3 separate regions of the Mus musculus genome follow, and all the other regions are linked to region 1. The links are chromatin contacts, called in public HiChIP or PLAC-seq and promoter capture Hi-C maps. All regions are on one chromosome and are shown on one strand. Each heading gives the region's core, a stretch centred on a gene start, on an enhancer-like site or on the middle of the called end of the contact. The rest is flanking DNA. Distances are from core to core; before and after follow the strand shown. Region 1 holds the start of Six2 (sine oculis-related homeobox 2). Region 2 overlaps Camkmt (calmodulin-lysine N-methyltransferase). Region 3 holds the start of Camkmt (calmodulin-lysine N-methyltransferase).

Region 1 (3,962 bases), core at 426-2,925:
ACCCATAAACAACCAGCAACCAGAAACCAACGCTTAGGCTCGGGACTCCATTTTCAATATCTGCCTCTCCATCGCCTTAGAAAGCTGACAGGGTTGTTAACAAAACGAGGTCTAGAGGTTTTAGCATGGTCTGTGCCTCCTTGGATCTTGGCATTGAATGTCACTAGGAGCTTGCAGCTGGGTGGGAAAGGGCGGAATGGATGCCCAAAGGACAAGCCTTGCCAAGAAATAAGCCGTGGGCCTTTCAAACTCTGGAAACTTCAGGGATGTCCCTGACCCCACCCCTCCAGTGCACCCCTAACCTTCTATTGCTTGGATTTTTCCAAAGGACCAGCACTTCGTATGTTCTGGGGGAGTTCTGACAAAGAAACAAAAAGCAGGGCTCCTCCTACCCACTTTCTAAGGCCAATCTTGCCGGAACTTAGCGCTGGGTTCTCAGGCAGAAGAGACCAGGAACCCGAGCCCAGAAGTAGGGAGACAGGAAGCTGGTAAATCCAGTCTCTTCTGTGCACCTCACCCCCACCCCGGGAAGTGCGACAATTACCCTACACACGCTGCCCTGGGCTCCCCGGGGCAGTCTGCGGGTCTATGCGGGCTCCCCTGTTTTGTGTCGCCGCCCTTGCAAGATTCAACTTCCGTAAAGGCCACACGAGACTGCCGGGAGTTTCTCGGGTCCTGGGCCCCGTGGGGTTAAGTCTGAGTCCCCGCCTGGCGAGGAGCAGATCGCGCCGAGTGGGGGCGGTACCGGCCGCGGGGCAAGCAGCCTGCTGCGAAAGGAAGGAAAGGCGGGATCCTCCGGGAAGTTGATTCTCAGGCGTCCAGCTGCGGCCACTGCCAAATCTCTGACTTCTCTCCCCACCTCCTCCCCCTTTCCCTAGGGGATAGACATCTCGGGTCCCGGGTTTCTTGCATGGGGGTGGGGTGTTGTCAGCTAGAAAAGCCAAGCCTTTCAGAGGCCCCCTAAGAGAATCCAAACTCTCCATCCCACTGACCTCCTCCTGGGTTAGTGTCTCTGCCTGTCAGCTGCGACCTTCCGAGCGACGCAGTGACCCAGCCGGAGCTGGAGCACCTGGCGAAGCCTGGGTGAGGCTGTTGCGACGCCTCTTATTTAAAAAAAAAGGGAGGGGTGTCTCACACTTTTTCTCTTGAAGGCTCCTTCTGTCCCCCTCTTTTCCTTTCCTGAAAGGCACCCCCTTAAACGGTCCTCCGCCTTCCCTTCTACTCCCTTCCTTCCCCACTTCGGTCCTCCTCTTTTCTTCGAGGGCCCCCACCCAGCCCCCTCCTTCGGGGTCCTCCTCCTCCTCTGCTCTTTGGGCGTCCGCCCCGTCAATCACCGCCGTCTCGGGGCCCCAGCCCGGCTCCTCTCCGCCTCCCGGGCTCTGGGAGTGCCTGGGGCTCCCGTCTCGGCCAACCTCCGCTCTGTGCAGAGCCGGGGCGATCTGTCAGCGGAGCTGGCCGAGGGGGGCGGGGGTGGGAGCCGCCCGGGCCGCCGGGGCTCGGGTTACCGGTGACTGACAGCGTCTCCATGGCGAATAATTTGACTCGACTATTGTCTGGCGCGGGCAGGCCCCGGGTCAGATAACCCGACCAATCAGGGCGCGGGCCGCCGCGCCTCATGCCCGCTTAGAATAATATTATTAAAAAAGCTGCAAGCGAGCTAGACGGGAGGGAGAGCGAACGAGCGAGGAGCCGGCGAGCGAGCGGCGGGCGGGCGCGGAGCATGCGGAGCGGCGCCCCGGGCGGCCTCCGGGCTTGGGCGCGGGCGAGGCGCGCGGGCGGCGGGGGCGCGGAGCTGCGCGGGGCCGGCGGCGGGAGCGAGGACGGATCGTTGTGACTCAGGAGTCGCTCGGGAGCCGGCGCCTGGCCAGGGGGCCCCGCCCGCCTGTCGGCCGGCCGGGGCCGGCGGGGAGGCGCCCATGCGGGGCCGCGAAGCGCGGTGAGGGCGCGCGCGGGCGGGCGGGCGCGCAGCCGCCACCATGTCCATGCTGCCCACCTTCGGCTTCACGCAGGAGCAAGTGGCGTGCGTGTGCGAGGTGCTGCAGCAGGGCGGCAACATCGAGCGGCTGGGTCGCTTCCTGTGGTCGCTGCCCGCCTGCGAGCACCTCCACAAGAATGAAAGCGTGCTCAAGGCCAAGGCCGTGGTGGCCTTCCACCGGGGCAACTTCCGCGAGCTCTACAAAATCCTGGAGAGCCACCAGTTCTCGCCGCACAACCACGCCAAGCTGCAGCAGTTGTGGCTCAAGGCGCACTACATCGAGGCGGAGAAGCTGCGCGGCCGGCCGCTGGGCGCCGTGGGCAAGTACCGCGTGCGGCGCAAGTTCCCGCTGCCCCGCTCCATCTGGGACGGCGAGGAGACCAGCTACTGCTTCAAGGAGAAGAGCCGCAGCGTGCTGCGCGAGTGGTACGCTCACAACCCCTACCCGTCGCCACGAGAGAAGCGCGAGCTGGCCGAGGCCACCGGCCTCACCACCACGCAAGTCAGCAACTGGTTCAAGAACCGGCGGCAGCGCGACAGGGCGGCCGAGGCCAAGGAAAGGTACGAGTAAGTGAGCATCTGCGCCGGCTTCCCTGGTCCTGGGAGAAACGGGTGCGGGAGGATGGGGAGCTCCTGGACAGGACTAAATCGCACCCGGACCCCGGGTACCAAGCTCGGCCGCAGCTCAGGCTGGCTCAAAACAGCGCTTAGGTCTTTTCTGGAGGCTGAGCGACCCGGAATTTGTCTAAAGCGGGCAAAGCGGTGCGTAAGTTCAGTAACTAATTCCTCAGTCGCTTGTGGACTAAACTGGAAAAACGGCGAGTTTCAGAGAGGGCAGGGCTGTGGGCCTGAATTCCCTGCGAGGTAAGCGTAGGCTTAGGGCCTGATCTTCGAACAACCAAGGGCGTCGGGGATCAGGGGGTTTAGGACGTCACCTCCAGGTCAAAGAGATTTTTAGGGGTCAGGGCAGGGGTTGGAATCTCCCTAGTATTATCTGGGTAATGACTGCAATATCTATGCAAGGTAGACCTATTCCTTGTCTGGGCATAAGAGCTGGGCACAAGAGAGTTGGGAGTTATCCCGCGTAGAAAGGACCCAAAGATGTAAGGCCTCCGGGGGAAATGTCTGCTGAGGAAGAGAAGGCAATCCAGCCTGCCTTTCCTGAACTTGCCAGACCCTTGAAGACCTCGCTCTCCTTAGGTTCTGCTCTCTTTGATGGGCAAGTCGGGTGTGCGAGGTAAACTGGGATCTGCCGAAAGACTGGGAGCTTTCTTTTCTATCGGAATCTAAGACTTTCCAAACTAACCTAAGCTACAGACACCCCTGTAACTGTCTGTAACCCGCTTTGGGCTTAAATCTGGACAAGGAAACTAGGGGATCGAGATCGGAGAGAAACGGATTATGGGAACGGATTTCTCCTTGGGGAACAGCAAAACAAGACACCTGGGTTAGGTGATGTGGATGTGTTGAACACCGTTTGAAGGATCCAGGGTCAGGGTATCGAACAGTAGGGGCAGAAGAGCAAGCTGCAGACTGGACCTGGGTATTTGAAATCCCCAAGTTTGACTTTGAATGGCGATGATGTCTTGCTCATTCCCCCACCCCCCACCCCAAGAAATCTGAAAGAATGGCCGTTAGGAATCCACTAATAGGTTTTACCCAGGATTTCAAATACCCATATCTGGTCAGGGACTGTCCGCAAAAGCAGGCAAGAGGTGGATTCATCTGCGATGGGTTCTCCTCTGTCAGGCTCCATAAGGGCTGGGGTTCCTGACTAGGCCCCAGGTGAGAGCTACAGATTGTGCCTCCTTGTTTCTGCCTACGATCTGAGCCAGCTCTCAGCACCCTGCCCTTCCTTCTACCTTCTCCCCTAGGGAAAAGGAGTCCTCCATTCTCAAAGCCCCATCTTTCTGCCCAGTCAAATGAGCTCCTGCTCAGCTTGGAATTAGGGATCATAGTCTCAGTAGGGAGGGGTTTCCCTCGCGCA
Region 2 (3,898 bases), core at 587-3,086, 530 kb after region 1:
TGCACATGTACATTTTGGTTTTATGTATGTAGTTTTACTTTACGCATGCATACAGAGAGAGAAAGAAAAAGACAGACAGAGGGACAGAGACAGAGACAGTGACAGAGCAAGCAAGCTCTATGGGGTATTCCATCTGATGTCTCTGAGCCTGATGAGCCCCTCTTTCCGTCTGGCCTCTGAGGATGTTGACAGGGCCGGTGGCAGGGCCCAGCCACACAGCTTTCTCCTCCCTGCATCTGTACAGTTCCTTCTCTTAGGTGGAAGCTCACTTAGGAAAAGTTAAACCACTGGGCCAGATTGATTTATCTCCCAAGCTGCTACCAGCATGCCCATTCACCAAGGGAGCAGATGTTTCTCTTAAGGACTACGGAGGGGCAGCCTCTTCTGCATCACTCCTGTGTTACCTGCACACAGTAGACACTGAAGGAAAGAAAAGGGAAAAAATGTAGCTTAAGTCTCAGAAATGCAGATGAAAGAGAATATTCTCTTGCTTTTATATTATTTCAAGTATAAAAGCTCCTGTGTCAAAATACTCAGAACACTGTGGCTCAAAATAGAAAAGATAGAACCCAATTATCAGACTGATTTGTAGTTCCAAGTCTTCAAATCACCTTCTACAGAAGCACTCACTAATTGATATCGACAGAGGGATACAGCAGAAAACTGAAACCTTCTTGTCTATAGATATATAGAGATGATACAGACACAGATGGTTAATTGATAGATAGATAGATAGATGTTAGATAGATAAAGCAATAGATAGGTAGATAGATAGATAGATAGATAGATATTAGATAAATAGATGTTTGATAGATGATATATAGATATAGATGGATAGATAGATACACAGATGCATAGATACATAGATAGGTGATAGATGATAGATACATAGATGATAGATATTTAGATGATAGATTATAAATAGATAAGATAGATGATAGATACATACATACATAGATACATAAATACATAGATATATAGATACATAGGTGATAGATACATAGATGATAGATTAAAAATAGATAAGACAGATAGATGATAGATACATAGATGATAGAGAGATGGATAGATAGATAGATAGATAGATAGATAGATAGATAGATAGATAGATAGATAAAAATAGATGATAGATACAGAGATATGGGGGAAGCAGGAGAAAAACTCAACAAATTAAAGGGTATTACTTATTCTGTATTGGGTTAAGAAATTATAACTGCTTTTTTTATACAGTTAAGCATGTATATTTGATGACTCCATAAAACACTATATTTAGCTGGGCAGTGGTGCTGCACACCTTTAATCCCAGCACTTGTGGGGACCACAGGCTGGTTGGATCTCTGAGTTCGAGGCCAACCTGGTTATACAGAGAAACCTTCAAGAAAGGAAAGAAAGAGAGAGAGAGAGAAAGAGAGAGAGAGAGAGGAAGGAAGGAGGATATTCTTGTCCTAGAACATGCTAGAATACAACACAATACCAAGTAAATTAAGATCCACGGCCTTGGCAACGAGAGCTACTCTCTCGATGAGAATGGTGAAGATTCAGGCCAGAGAGTCAGCACTCTGATCTTGTAGCTCACTCACAGTTTAGTCTGCATCTTCTCACCTACCAGCAATGATTGCAGCAGATTGTTAGTCATAGTTTAAAGGTCAAAGAGTTTTATAATCCTGAAAACTCATGATGTGGGCAAAGGATAACTATTTTCTAGCAAGTCAAATCAAAAGCCATGAAGAGCATGAAGACGTCTCAAACAGAAAAAGAGACTGGAATATAAATATGTACTGAGTCACAGGGAAAGTGTTCTGACATTTAAACAGACAGCAAGTGAGCAGGAAAAGTTACCAAGAAAGTGGAGCTGGGACAAAGACAGGGTAGGGCGTAACCTGGGTGGGGACAGGCACAGCACTGAATGCGCACATTCCTCTCTCAAGGTGTGGAATTCAGGCAGAAGGGCTGATGTAACACAAGCTATTTTGAGAAAAAGCAGAAATATCAATACAGCTATAAAGGGAGAATTCTGACCCCTCCAACTTAAAAGGAGTTCGTTGGAAAAATAATGCCATTTAAAAAAAAATGGTTAATGAGAAAAAACAAGGGACAAAGGTTTTGTGGCTTAAAATCAGCAACCATAGCACAGAATGGTGAGAGTGAGGGTACATCTGTGGAACATGAACGGGAATGCCTAGGATGGGCTGGCAAAGTTCAAGGCCATCCTAGACTATAAAGACAGTCTATCTCAAAAATCAACAAAGAAAGAAGAGGGAAGGGGAGGGGACAGAAAGGGAGGGGAGGGCAGCGAGGGGAAGGGAATGAATGCGCTACTTAAGAGACTGTGACACACAACTTCAGTCTCAGTTACTCAGGAGACCAGAGGCTGAGGGATCACTTGACTCCAGGAACTTCCGGTTAGACAAACATGGTAAAAGGATAAAGTAAGTGTGCTCTGTTCCTAAGCCCCTTTCTGATGGAGATGACCTCTGCCCTGTGACCCTAAAGGAACTGACCTAAAAAGAAAGTCCCAGAGGTCAGCAAAACTAGAAACAAGGAGGCATAGCTCTCTGAGTCCTACTCAATTACCTCATAACTGCATCGCCTGACCGTGCGAGAGCGGGAAAGGTAGGAAACAAGGAGGCATAGCTCTCTGAGTCCTACTCAATTACCTCATAACTGCATCGCCTGACCGTGGGAGAGCGGGAAAGGTAGGAAACAAGGAGGCATAGCTCTCTGAGTCCTACTCAATTACCTCATAACTGCATCGCCTGACCGTGGGAGAGCGGGAAAGGTAGGAAACAAGGAGGCATAGCTCTCTGAGTCCTACTCAATTACCTCATAACTGCATCGCCTGACCGTGGGAGAGCGGGAAAGGTAGTTTAAGTAGGCCGTTCGTTCGTTTGTTCGTTCGTTCGTTCGTTCGTTCATTCTTCAGGGTTGCACATCGCATGCTGAGCTACACATACACAGTCAGCATTTGTGCATTTCCACCTGTCAGTCATTTTCCTAGCGTAACAAGATGCAGACAATGATGAATGAGCTTGAAAATTCCAAATGGGAGTCTATTCTTGAAAAGTTTTTAAATTATTGCTACATAAATGCTGTAAAATAAATGTTAAAATGTTTCAAAAGGGGCTGGAGAGATGGCTCAGCGGTTAAGAGCACTGACTGCTCTTCCGAAGGTCCTGAGTTCAAATCCCAGCAACCACATGGTGGCTCACAACCATCCATAACGAGATCCAGAAGAGGAGAGGGGTCACCCTCTTCTGGAGTGTCTGAAGACAGCTACAGTGTACTTACATAATAAATAAATAAATCTTTAAAAAAAATGTTTCAAAAGGGGGCTGGAGAGATGGCTCAGCGGTTAAGAACACTCACTGCTCTTCCAGAGGGCCTGAGTTCAATTCCCAGCAACCACATGGTGGCTCACAACCATCTGTAATGGGATCTGATGCCCTCTTCTGGTGTGTCTGAAGACAGCTACTGTGTACTCATGTACAGAAAATAAATAAAAAAATTTTTTTAAATGTTCCAAAATGGCTGGGCACTGGTGGCACACGCCTTTAATCCCAGCACTCGGGTGGCAGAGGCAGGCGGATTTCTGAGTTCGAGGCCAGCCTGGTCTACAAAGTGAGTTCCAAGACAGCCAGGGCTATACAGAGAAACCCTGTCTCAAAAAAACAACAACAAAAAAAAGTTCCAAAAGATTAACATCATAAAAAAAAATCATCATAAAACTCAGTTGGGTGCCACAGAATACTGGAAACAGTGACTGGGTGCTACCAACAATTCGATCACACTGAACACAGACCTTGTTTAACCTATATTTAACCAAACTACTACTACTAATCAGTATCTCTTCTACCTATCCATCTATCTATCTATCTATCTATCTATCTACCTATCTATC
Region 3 (4,443 bases), core at 571-3,070, 600 kb after region 1:
AAAAGAGCAAGCTTAGCAAGCCAGGGGAAGCAAGCCAGAAAGCAGTACCCCTCCATGGCCTCTGCATCAGCTCCTGCCTCCAAGTTCCTACCCTGTGTGAGTTCCTGTCCTGACTTCTTTTGGTAATGAACAGCAATTTGGAAGTGTAAGCTGAATAAACCCTTTCCTCCCCAACTTGCTTCTTGGTCATGATGTTTTGTGCAGGAATAGAAACCCTAAGACACACCTAAAAAAATTTAAAAATAAAGTCTTACCTCTTACACTGTGAATTTTGGCTTGGCCATGCATCTTCCTTTAGCTAACGGTTTATGAGACGGCTCATAGTGATTATCAACTTGACAAGAACTGGAGGAACCGAAAGTCTCCACCTGTCTAGGAAGGGTTATCTACACTAGGTTAACCTCTTGGTATGTGTGTAATGGATTTTCCTAACTACAGTCACTGAGAGGAGACACACTCAATGTGGTATCGCCACATCACACACTGAGTCTTGAACTAAATAAAAAGGAGAACTGGAACTAACTCATATTCATCCATCGCTCTGTTCTTCCTGACTGCTCACACAATGCTCCAGGATCCTGAGCCTTGATTTTTCCTACTAAAGTCTGTACCGTCAAACTGTGTGCCAATACATACCCTTCCTTTCTTAAATTGCATTGCCTAGCATTTTTATCACAGTAATAATAGAAGCTAAGTAACATAGCATATTAACAGACATCATGTAAGCAGGGATTTGAAATGTGCCTCTTGCTCTTATACACTCTACCATAACTGGGAGAACATGCCAGCCAACTCTGAGAACTATGGGTATATAGACCAGGTACACAACCGTAAACCACTCAGGTTTTATCAAGAGACTACCAGGTGGTTCACAGACATTGCATGACATACGACATGTGGTTGTTAAAAAGCAATAACTAAGTAAAATAACAGACTAAGGACTCATTGCCCCCCGGCCACTGTCTTAGTTACTTTCCTATTGCTGTGAGGAGTCACAATGACTAAGAAAACTTATAAACACAGCAGCCTTCACTGGAGCGGTTTGGAAGACTGAAGTATCTGGATTCGTTGCTAAACCTTGGGCAGCGAGTATCCCAATAATGACTCCAAACTTAGTTTCACGTGGCGGGAAAAGGAGCAAGCAGTAGGTTTCCCTCTCTCCCTTTACTCTCCCATATACAAAACCAGGAAACGCGTGCAGAATCCCCATCCCATTAGTGAACCTCACGGATCTCCAGAGATGTGGGACCAAAAAGTGCACCCAGGTGACCAGGCTGGGAGTTAAGAAGCAAAAAATAAAATAAGGATGGAAAGGGGGCGGGAAAGAAGAGCAGCACACGGAGAAGACAGGCGGTCCCACCCACCAGACAGGCGAGCACAAGGATTTTCTGAGTTTCTGAGAGCTCGCTCTGGCTGTCCCGCTCTCCAGCCCCGCCAGAGTCTCTCCCATTTTTGGTGGGACAGCGGGACAGCGGAGATGAAGGAGCAAGGGGGCGCTTCTCGCTTGGCTCCCGACAAACGGGCTGCCTGCTACCTGCGAGGGGAGTGGCCACAGGCAGGGCAGGCGAGCGCTCGCCCTTACCTGTCGCAGAAGCTGCCACCGGACGGCCCCCTTGGGCGCCGAGACCAGCGAGCCCTGGCTGGCACTGCCCATCGCGGGACGCTTGCCCGCCTCTGCCTCAGTCTCTGCAGCCCCAGCGGCCGCGACCTGCGACTCCATCTCCAGAGCTGACTGGACCCGGAGGTTGCGTCCGCCACGGCTCTCCCCAGTCAGGACCTGCCAACTTCTTCCCTGTCAGGACCTGTGACGCCCGGCCTCTGGCCCACAGCTCTTCCGTGCACCCTCCCCGAATTCCGCATTTCCGGTATTAGCGTCTCCTTGGCAACCAAAGCAGCGGCGTCGCTTCATTGCACCACTTTTTCTGGTGGCCATCTTAAGTGAGGGCGAGCCGGAGTGGGAGGGGACTGTGGAATAGCTGCAGACAGGGCTTTCCTCGCTGTTTTCTTTTTTTCCTCACTTTGTCTCTTGCTCGCCGGAATACCAGAAAACCGAAATACAGTTGTCTCCTAAGATGAGTGAGTTCAGGAAGAGAAAAAGCCCACCACTGGCCATAATAAAGATGGCGAAATGCGCTTCCCTATCGGTCTGGGTTGGTGTTACGTAGACCGGCGTGCTGCAAACTAGCTCTGGGCGGCGCGAGGTAGGTTGTCTTTCTTGCTGGGTGCTGGAGGCTGGCTTCGGCTGGACAAGGCTGAGGTGACTGCAGCTCCTTCTGGAGAGCTTCGGTTTCTCGTATTTGTCTTCTCTACCTTCGCTCGTCCAGCTGTCTTTCGATTTGCGTACGTATGGAAGGGTTGCTGATGGTTCCCCTTTCCTAATTCCTCTGCCCACCTTCCAGCCATTCCTCACTTCCCTGGTCCCTTTTTTGATCCCTGTCTCTTCTGTACGTTCTGACCCGTACCATTCCCTCACGTCCTGTGAATACGACGTGTTCGGGATGCACAGTTGCACCGGGAAACGAGGAGGTGCTCCGGGAGCACCCATTTGCTTACTTACCCCACCAGTCTCCCTATCCTCGCACAGGGTCTTCTCAATGCAGATGGTGGATGAATGGGTTGGAGCTATGGGGACAGACTAAGCGATTTAAAAGCATTTTTCTTCTAGGCTACTGCTCCACTGGCCCATTATTTTGCTGCGACATAAGAGATTAAGGGGGGGAGGGGGCGTCATAGCTGGTCGGATCTATGGCAAAACTGACGCAGTGTTTCTGTGCTACCAAGGAACGTGTTAGAGAAGATTTCTCTCATTTTACACTCAACAGTGTTTAGCATAGCTAAATTATCCCTATGCTAATAATATTAACGACCTTTTGTTGAATGGTTACTATGTGCCAGGTACTTGGACTAAGTTCTTAAAATAAATTGTTTGGTTTTGTTACAAAACTACAACCGCAGAGATTAAGTGCTATGGTTAATTTCTGTTCCACAAGTGAAAAAATTGAATCCAGATGCAGTTAGTGTACAAGGCCCAAGACCTAAACCTGGGTCTGTAGTTATGGAAGTTAAAATGATCTTTACCTTCCAGAAGAAACCAAAAATGACTCGACATTTTATTTGTGCATCTTACAGTTGTTTTTAATTCATTATCCTTTTATGGTGAAATCCAATTGCTCCTCTAGGAGGAGGAGCCAGTCAGTTGGGCGGTTCACTGAATCAGTGAGTTGGGGGAGTGTCTCCAGCTCCCCAGAGCCACAGTTGGGCCACCTGGACAATGACCAGCTCTAGCTCACTCATCGAGTGCACACGCAGCTTAAACTAGACAGCTAGGTGAAAACTATGTGGCGCCTCGCCTCACTCAACAACTAAGCATCCCCCTTTTATGTCATGGTTTAGGCTTTTTCTAATTTGTCTTTCACATCCCAATGATATGCCCAGAATTATGTAAGATAAAAGCCATCTTGCTTTTGAACCCCCTCTGAGTACCTGAGATTCCCATTAAGTTCATTTACTCATTTGCAAATTATTTTATTTTGTTTGTTTTCTGTTTTGTTTTGTTTTGTTTTGTTTTAGTTTGTCCATACGTTCTCCAGAGTCACTGCTGCTTAGCTTGTCCCTAGGAAAACTGACTTTACAGATGACGTGTTTATTAAGTCCCGCCTGCCAAGAAGTATGATCTGAATGAACTTAACGCATACAAGGTTTTAAACGTGTTTAACCTAAGTTATCAGATGTCTACAGTAATTGGTAACCTAAGGGGCTCATGACGCCACAGGGGAGGGATGAGATGTGGGGACCTCAAATGCACTAAGATCCCATGACTGTATAATTATACGTATGAAATCATCCACGTGCTGGCAGCCCCTAAGGGAGCAAAAACCAGGGACTTTGCCACCATGCTGCAGACGGCCAAATTCTCTCTCCGAGCTTTGAAGCATAGTATTCCTCATCTTGGGAACTGCATGCAGAAACAGAGTTACCGTAACGTCGCTGGTCCTTATTACAGTAGAGTAAGATTGAAAAAGTACCACCTAACCAAGTGTCTGCAGAATAAACCCAGGATAGCAGGATTAGCAAGAAACATCCCAAGTCGGAGCTTCTCGTGTAAGGTATGGACTGTTCGAGTTAATCTGTTTGTAGGCCATTAATACTAATTGTAGTTCATAAATAATGGGTAAGGTATCCATTACTCATTTTCTCAGTAATTCTAATTTGGTTTTAAGATTTTTTTTTTTTAGGCTCAAATACCTGTAGTCAATATGAGTACAAAAGAATGTATGTGAACCTATAAAGCTGTAATGTATATAAAAATGCAGATTCATTGAAAACTGATTTGATCTCAAAACGTAATGCACCTGAAAATGTGTTTTCTAAAATTACTAAAATGTCAAATTACGCCTCTTCATAAACCTGATGATATGCTCCTTCTTGTATGAATCCCAGATT

What was found. Promoter capture Hi-C pulls out the DNA fragments that hold promoters and counts their contacts. HiChIP or PLAC-seq counts read pairs in DNA pulled down with a chosen protein or histone mark.
Region 2: an H3K27ac HiChIP or PLAC-seq map of embryonic stem cells shows a contact between it and region 1, with 4 times the contacts expected there. The contact joins the enhancer-like site here to the promoter of Six2 in region 1. A contact is called at or near these places in 3 of 39 promoter capture datasets (hippocampal neurons, liver and pre-B cells), 4 of 115 datasets of contacts at active chromatin or transcription factors (astrocytes, embryonic basal ganglia and embryonic stem cells) and 1 of 9 other capture datasets (adipose tissue).
Region 3: a promoter capture Hi-C map of embryonic stem cells shows a contact between it and region 1, with 2.9 times the contacts expected there. The contact joins the promoter of Camkmt here to the promoter of Six2 in region 1. A contact is called at or near these places in 3 of 39 promoter capture datasets (the 3T3-L1 cell line, embryonic stem cells and hippocampal neurons), 5 of 115 datasets of contacts at active chromatin or transcription factors (astrocytes, bone marrow-derived macrophages, embryonic hindbrain and 2 more) and 1 of 9 other capture datasets (pancreatic islet).

What each region holds. Positions count from the first base shown.
Region 1 is chr17:85,685,967-85,689,928 of GRCm38.p6, reverse strand. Six2 (sine oculis-related homeobox 2) reads left to right here and starts at 1,675. Exons shown (of 2, transcript NM_011380.2): 1 at 1,675-2,536. The coding sequence starts at 1,977. CJ186046Rik (a long non-coding RNA gene) reads right to left here and starts at 1,435. Exons shown (of 9, transcript XR_001782258.2): 1 at 1-1,435.
Region 2 is chr17:85,161,134-85,165,031 of GRCm38.p6, reverse strand. The region is part of intron 3 of Camkmt (calmodulin-lysine N-methyltransferase); the gene reads right to left. It overlaps Gm36826 (a long non-coding RNA gene), which reads right to left. Exons shown (of 3, transcript XR_877067.3): 3 at 1,071-2,994. Among named protein-coding and RNA genes, the nearest start is that of Gm36826, 5.0 kb to the right of the region's middle. Within about 2 kb of position 1,836, at least 39 of the 459 cell types and tissues checked have an H3K27ac peak or open chromatin away from gene starts, as enhancers often do. A contact at or near this core is called in embryonic stem cells, where this site is marked.
Region 3 is chr17:85,088,003-85,092,445 of GRCm38.p6, reverse strand. It overlaps Camkmt (calmodulin-lysine N-methyltransferase), which reads right to left and starts at 1,820. Exons shown (of 11, transcript NM_028576.3): 1 at 1,583-1,820. The coding sequence starts at 1,720. Prepl (prolyl endopeptidase-like) reads left to right here and starts at 2,179. Exons shown (of 15, transcript NM_001163622.1): 1 at 2,179-2,340; 2 at 3,571-4,106. The coding sequence starts at 3,894.